2 separate regions of the Rattus norvegicus genome follow, and region 2 is linked to region 1. A link is a contact called in public Hi-C data. All regions are on one chromosome and are shown on one strand. The core of a region is the stretch at or near the end of the contact, and the rest is flanking DNA. Distances in the headings are between cores, read along the strand shown.

Evidence for each region. A called contact is a pair of places that touch in the nucleus more often than the background predicts.
Region 2: a contact with region 1 is called in a Hi-C map of liver, with 3 times the contacts expected there. The contact joins the enhancer-like site here to the promoter of Cyb5a in region 1. A contact is called at or near these places in 2 of 12 Hi-C or Micro-C datasets (both in liver).

The regions. Positions count from the first base shown.
Region 1 is chr18:80,486,567-80,489,272 of GRCr8, reverse strand. Cyb5a (cytochrome b5 type A) reads right to left here and starts at 1,264. Exons shown (of 5, transcript NM_022245.2): 1 at 1,065-1,264. The coding sequence starts at 1,193.
Region 2 is chr18:80,542,061-80,544,875 of GRCr8, reverse strand. All of the region lies in intron 1 of LOC134482966 (a long non-coding RNA gene), which reads left to right. Among named protein-coding and RNA genes, the nearest start is that of Timm21, 51 kb to the left of the region's middle. Within about 2 kb of position 1,530, at least 4 of the 93 cell types and tissues checked have an H3K27ac peak or open chromatin away from gene starts, as enhancers often do. A contact at or near this core is called in liver, where this site is marked.

The sequences.
Region 1 (2,706 bases), core at 15-2,514:
GCCCACCAATAAATAACAAAGGTGCAAATCACCTCCATCAATAAGCACTCTTATTTACTGGGAGGAAGCGGAGTGTAGAGGTCTTGTGACTATGAGTAACAGTGCATCTGGAAGGAATAAAGAGAAGGACTACAAGCCCATGGGCTCAGCAGCAAAAACTGCAATCTTGAGACCAGCATTGCCAGAGGCAATGTTTTCCTCTAACTTGAGCCATTTTACAACTTCCAAAGTAGCTTAAAGATGAAGTTCCATTTTTCTGACTGTACCCTGCTGCCTACTTCTTTTCCCTAGTAAATGCCCAAGACACATACTAGGGAGTCTTTGGGCCACTCACCTGGTGCTGGGGCTCTTACACAAGTCACTACTCCATTAAGGTCGACATTTCTTCAGGCTCTCAATGACATTTCTTCACCTTCCCTCTCACCATTGAGAGGACACTAGTGAACTTGAGGCTCTGGACATCAGAGTAGCCCTGGAAGTACCCCCCAACTTCGCGTACTTCTAACCCTAGGGAACCCTCTGGGGGAATTAGCTTTTAAGACCAGAGGTCCTCCAACTGGCTAATATTAGAAGTCCATTCGAAAATGGAGGAGTTTTTTATTCCACATGGAAAGAACCTCATATGAGAACAAAAGAAAGAACAAAAGAAAAAAGAATCTTTCAAAATCCTTACGCGGTTGTGCACTCTCCCAGCAAGTGGGTAGCATTTATTCAGGACACTCCTGAGCACCTTTTCAGGATTCAGCTTTGGCTCCCAAATACTCCGCCCATCGGAGCCTACAAAAACAGCTCACACGGCAACGGTGCTTCCCGACCTCCCAGAGGCATGCCCAGATGTGCGAACCTAAGACACGCAGGAGCACAGACACAGGTGTGCACAAGCAGGTGAGCATGCTCAGAGGCGAACACAAGTGTGCAGACGCGGAAGGCCCTCCTAAATGTTCGCAAATACTTGAGCACTCAGATGACGCATTTTCGGACCTCGGTCCCAGGTCATGCCTGGGGTACTCACAGCGGGGGCCACCCTTCCCCGCGCCCCACTGGAGCGTTCGTGCCCAGCTCACCTCTTCGAGAAACTTGGTCAGATCGTACACCTTATGATGTAGGATCACCCAGGTGCTCTTGCTGTCTTTGTGCTTCTGAATCTCCTCCAGAGTGTAGTACTTCACATCCTTGTCTGACTGCTCGGCCATTTCGGAACAGTGAGCCTTCCGGGCCCTGCAACACAGCCTTGCAGGGTAGTGCAATGATCAGGTCTGAGCTGCCTCCGCCCGGGACATTCCCAGCCCCACCGGGACGCGCGCCCAAGGACCGGGCTGGGGTGGTGCCTCAAACTGGGCATGGACCTGATGGCCTCCGGGGATTGGCCAGTATTGTGCTCCCGCCTTCAGCCGACGCCCTCCATTAATCCAATCATTTTCCCTCCAGTTCAGAGAGCGGTGTTGATTGGCTAAAGGAGGAGCCCTTCACTTTTACCCTGCGCGTTGGGTGGAGAGGCGCTTTTCTGAGTCTGCGCAGGAGTCAGCGGGTGGGGTCACTGGTAGCTGGGGAGGTGCGATCAGCGATCTGAGCACCCAATTAAAGAGGAAGCTTTAGGGCCAGGGCAAACTCCATCCTAACCTTAGGTTCTTCCTTTAGACCCGACTTCACATTAACTCGCGTATTTCCTAAACAAAGCGGCCCTACATCCTGATAATAACTTGGAACGAAAATTGCAGTGGTCCAAAGTAACCTTCTGAGTAGTTTTCCTTAACCACAGATGAGTGGAAAGAGCCTCTTACACAAATGTCACAGATTAAGGTCTGGGAATAAATGTGTGGCCCCAAATAATGAGCCCCATGCATTTCGCTTCACTGGCATCTGCAGGGGGATGGGGGTGGTTCATCTAACAGGCAAAGGAAATTGCTACATTAAAATTAGAAGCATCAAATGATTTCTTTAACCTGAAATAACTTCGGTGTCACAAGACCCTGACATGGCAAAGACTTTCTCTTATCCTTCACCATACTGTAAATTTAAGTCCTAAATAAGGAACAGCACTAGACACAGCGCTGGAGTCCCTCCCCCAGCTGGCACTCCCCTACCCTTTTGACAGGAAGTCAATACCATATATAAATTACACATGTCTAAAACAGGAGTGGGGGGAACTTATTTACTTATTTTAAAAAACAGAAAACTAAACTTATTTACTTATTTTAAAAGCCCTTCTAGGTCTTTTCAACAATGGTAATTAACTCCAAAACCATTACATTAGTGATAGCCACATCAGTGATCCTCCCAGAAAATCAGGAAGGTCCTGAACTCAGTAGGACTTGGACAGAAATAAGTTCCCTTTCCCTTAGTCTCTCCAGGAGGACCTGCTTTTGGGGAAATAAACATTGCTCAAGGCATTCCAAACTATTTTCATTGTTTCTTTCTTTTTAACCACAAGGAAACATTTTCCGATTGTAATTGTTACTCAGAAATATTTCTAAGGTAAATTCTTTGTATTAGGATACTAATCAGCTTAGTTCACATGCAACATATGAATATTTTATTTTACACCAACCAACTAAAATATAATGTAGGACCATTTCCAAGAAGTTCAATGGAGGATTTCAGGGGGTGGATGGAAACAGTTTCTCTGTGTAGCCCTGGCTGTCCTAGAACTCACTCTGTAGACCAGGCTGACCTGGTACTCCAGAGATCTGCCTGCTCCTGCTTCCT
Region 2 (2,815 bases), core at 281-2,780, 55 kb before region 1:
AATCTGCCATGCCCTGTCAGAGACACCTCTGCAGTCTTAGGAATCTACTTGAACACTTTCCTGTCTTTGTGTGACACCCTACAAAGCTCCACAGCCTGGGCACCTCCTCAAGGGTGACTCTATTGTAATGCTGGTACCAAAGAGTTCAAGCCCATTTGCTTATTTGAATGCAAAACAAATAAGCAAAAATGTTTTGGTGGACCTGGAGTGTGGCTAGGTCAGAAACGTGCCTTCTTAAAAGCATGATGGCCTGAGAGTTTGATCACAGGGCTCTTGGTAAAGAGAGGGTTGAGGAATGGATGTGCACAATTGTGATTTCAATGCTGAGATGGATCTCTGGGAGTTCACTGGTCATCCAGCCTAGGCTACTTGATAAGTTCCAGACATTGTCAGACCCTGTCTCAAAAAGAAGATGCAAGATGTGAGTTTCAGGTCTGTCTGGTCACATAGTGAGTTCCAGACCTGACAGGGATATACAGAGAGGCCCTGTCTCAAAAAATAAAGAGAAAAAACAAGGTGAACGGTACCTGAGGAACAATTCCCAAGATTGACCTCTGGCCTCCACATGCAACCTACACACACACACACACACACACACACACACACACACACACACACACCTGAGCACACGCACACCGATGCCACCACATACATACCCATGCATGTACATACACACATGCACACACAAACATTCATTGTTAAACTTTTCAAACATGCAAAAACATGGAAGAACCTCCTGTGACCATAACTGATATTTCATCAATGCCCTTGTTCACCAACACTCTGAGCAAAAAACATTTTAAAGCAAATCATAAACATACTTTATAATTCAATCATATCAAACAAGTTACCAATCATATCCAACAAATTTTACCTAATGATATAATCATCCAATAGAATCCAGTCTGTGCTTAATTTTCTCCAGATGTCTTACAAATATGTTTTTATATTTTGCCTAAGTGAAGGTGTAAAGAAACACAACTTATGTAATGTGCTTCGGGCTTTTGTTGTTGGTGTTACTGTTGTTGTGGTTGTTGTTGTTGTTTTGGTTTTGTTTTTTTTCTGAGTCAGGGTTTCTCTGTGTTTTTCTGGAACTTGCTCTGTAGACCAGGCTGGCTTCAGATTCAGAATTTCCACTCTCTCCTCCACCCAAGTGCAACATTTGTTTCTTTTCTTTTAATATCCTTTGCTTGTTGAAGAACCTAGGTTCTAGGTTATAGGACTTGCCACATTGTGTTACTCTGCTTGTACCAAGTGAGGACCGGTTAACAAAAGGTAAAGTATCCAACCATTGGCTCAGTGAGTGGCAAAGGCCAAAGTGATTCAGCAGTCAGTATAAGATTGTAAGAGAAAGGGCACAGAAGTGCAAAGGAAAGTGAGAAGGAAAGAGAGAAAGGCAGACAGACTGTACTTCTAATCCAGCAAAGTCCTGCTGGACTTTGACATGAACTCACTTCCCTGGGGAGGAAGTAGGCTGGGCAACAACCAACCAATGAGTTACTATTTGTTTTTGGAAAACCAAAGACTTGTTTTTCAAACTTGTAGAAGCTGGTTACAGAGTGTTTCCATGGGATTTCAGTGTCTGCCCCTGTGGCATTACCTTTAATGAACTGTGCTTTGGGGACCAGAGAGTACCCACATTTTCATTAGCCTCAGTCATGGAAAAATCCTCAGCTCCTTTTATAGTCTTTGAAAGCCAAACAACAAAGCAGCATTCCTGAAAATCGCTTGCTTTACAGTGATAATTTTGGTTTAATTTATCTTAATCTTAATCTTTCCCCCACCTCTGAATGTGGGATAGAACTAAAATCCACAGGAACGAAGAGGCCAATGAGGCAGTAAGAATCACACCGTAAGATGAAAACAATTCAGTCCTTCATGATCTGACCGCTCCTGAGCGGACACACATCATCTTTCCTGAAGTTACTTCTTTAAACTGATTAACACAAGGCAAACAGATTGTTTTATTTCAGTTCTGCAGGCTGGAAGTCTGTCCCTGGTCCCTCTGAAGCTTGAGGGAAAGGTCTCTCTCTTCTCCCAGCTGCTAATATTGGTGTGAACACTTGGTGTCAGCGCCTTTGTGGCCACATCTCTCCAGTGACTGTTTTGTCTGTGCATCAGTCTTCAGTGGTTATTTTTTTGTATAAAGGCACTGATCTTATTGGATTAGGGCCTACCCTGTTCGAGAGTGGCCTTCTCTTAACTAATCGCACATGCGGTGACCCTCCTCCCAATGAAATGCTAGGGGTTAAGACTTCACGATCTTAGGAGCATGGTATAATTTGCCACTAACACTGTCTTTCATAAATGGGTTCAATGTAACTTATGCACCCACACACAGGTCCAAATGAAGATAGACTGTCAAGCTCTCTTTCTATCTGTGCTCGAGGGGGCAATCTCCTTGAAAGTGGCACAGCAGGGTTCAGCCCCTGATCTGAGCAGGATGAAAGTATGAGCTCACTTCCTGTTATCCAGGTTAGGAGGGCTTGAGTCAAGGTTGTTAATAAACAGCATAAAGCTCTTTGGCACTGGAAAATAAGTGCAGGATGCACACCAGGCACTGTGATGCTCGCAACCTACGATGCAGAATAGTAAGAGCCAAGATGTAAGACCTGGAGCCGCTGGAGTCCGACAGCAACACCTGCTGCATATCTGACAGCAGGGCACTTGGCTTTTCTGAAATGAGGTAGCTGGTCTTGGCCAACAACTGAACCCTTCTGAACCTGATTATACATTCATAGGGGATTAATCCTTCTACCAAAGGTCTATAGGGAAGTTCTGGAAGCAGAATTAAATAAGAAACTACCACCGTGGT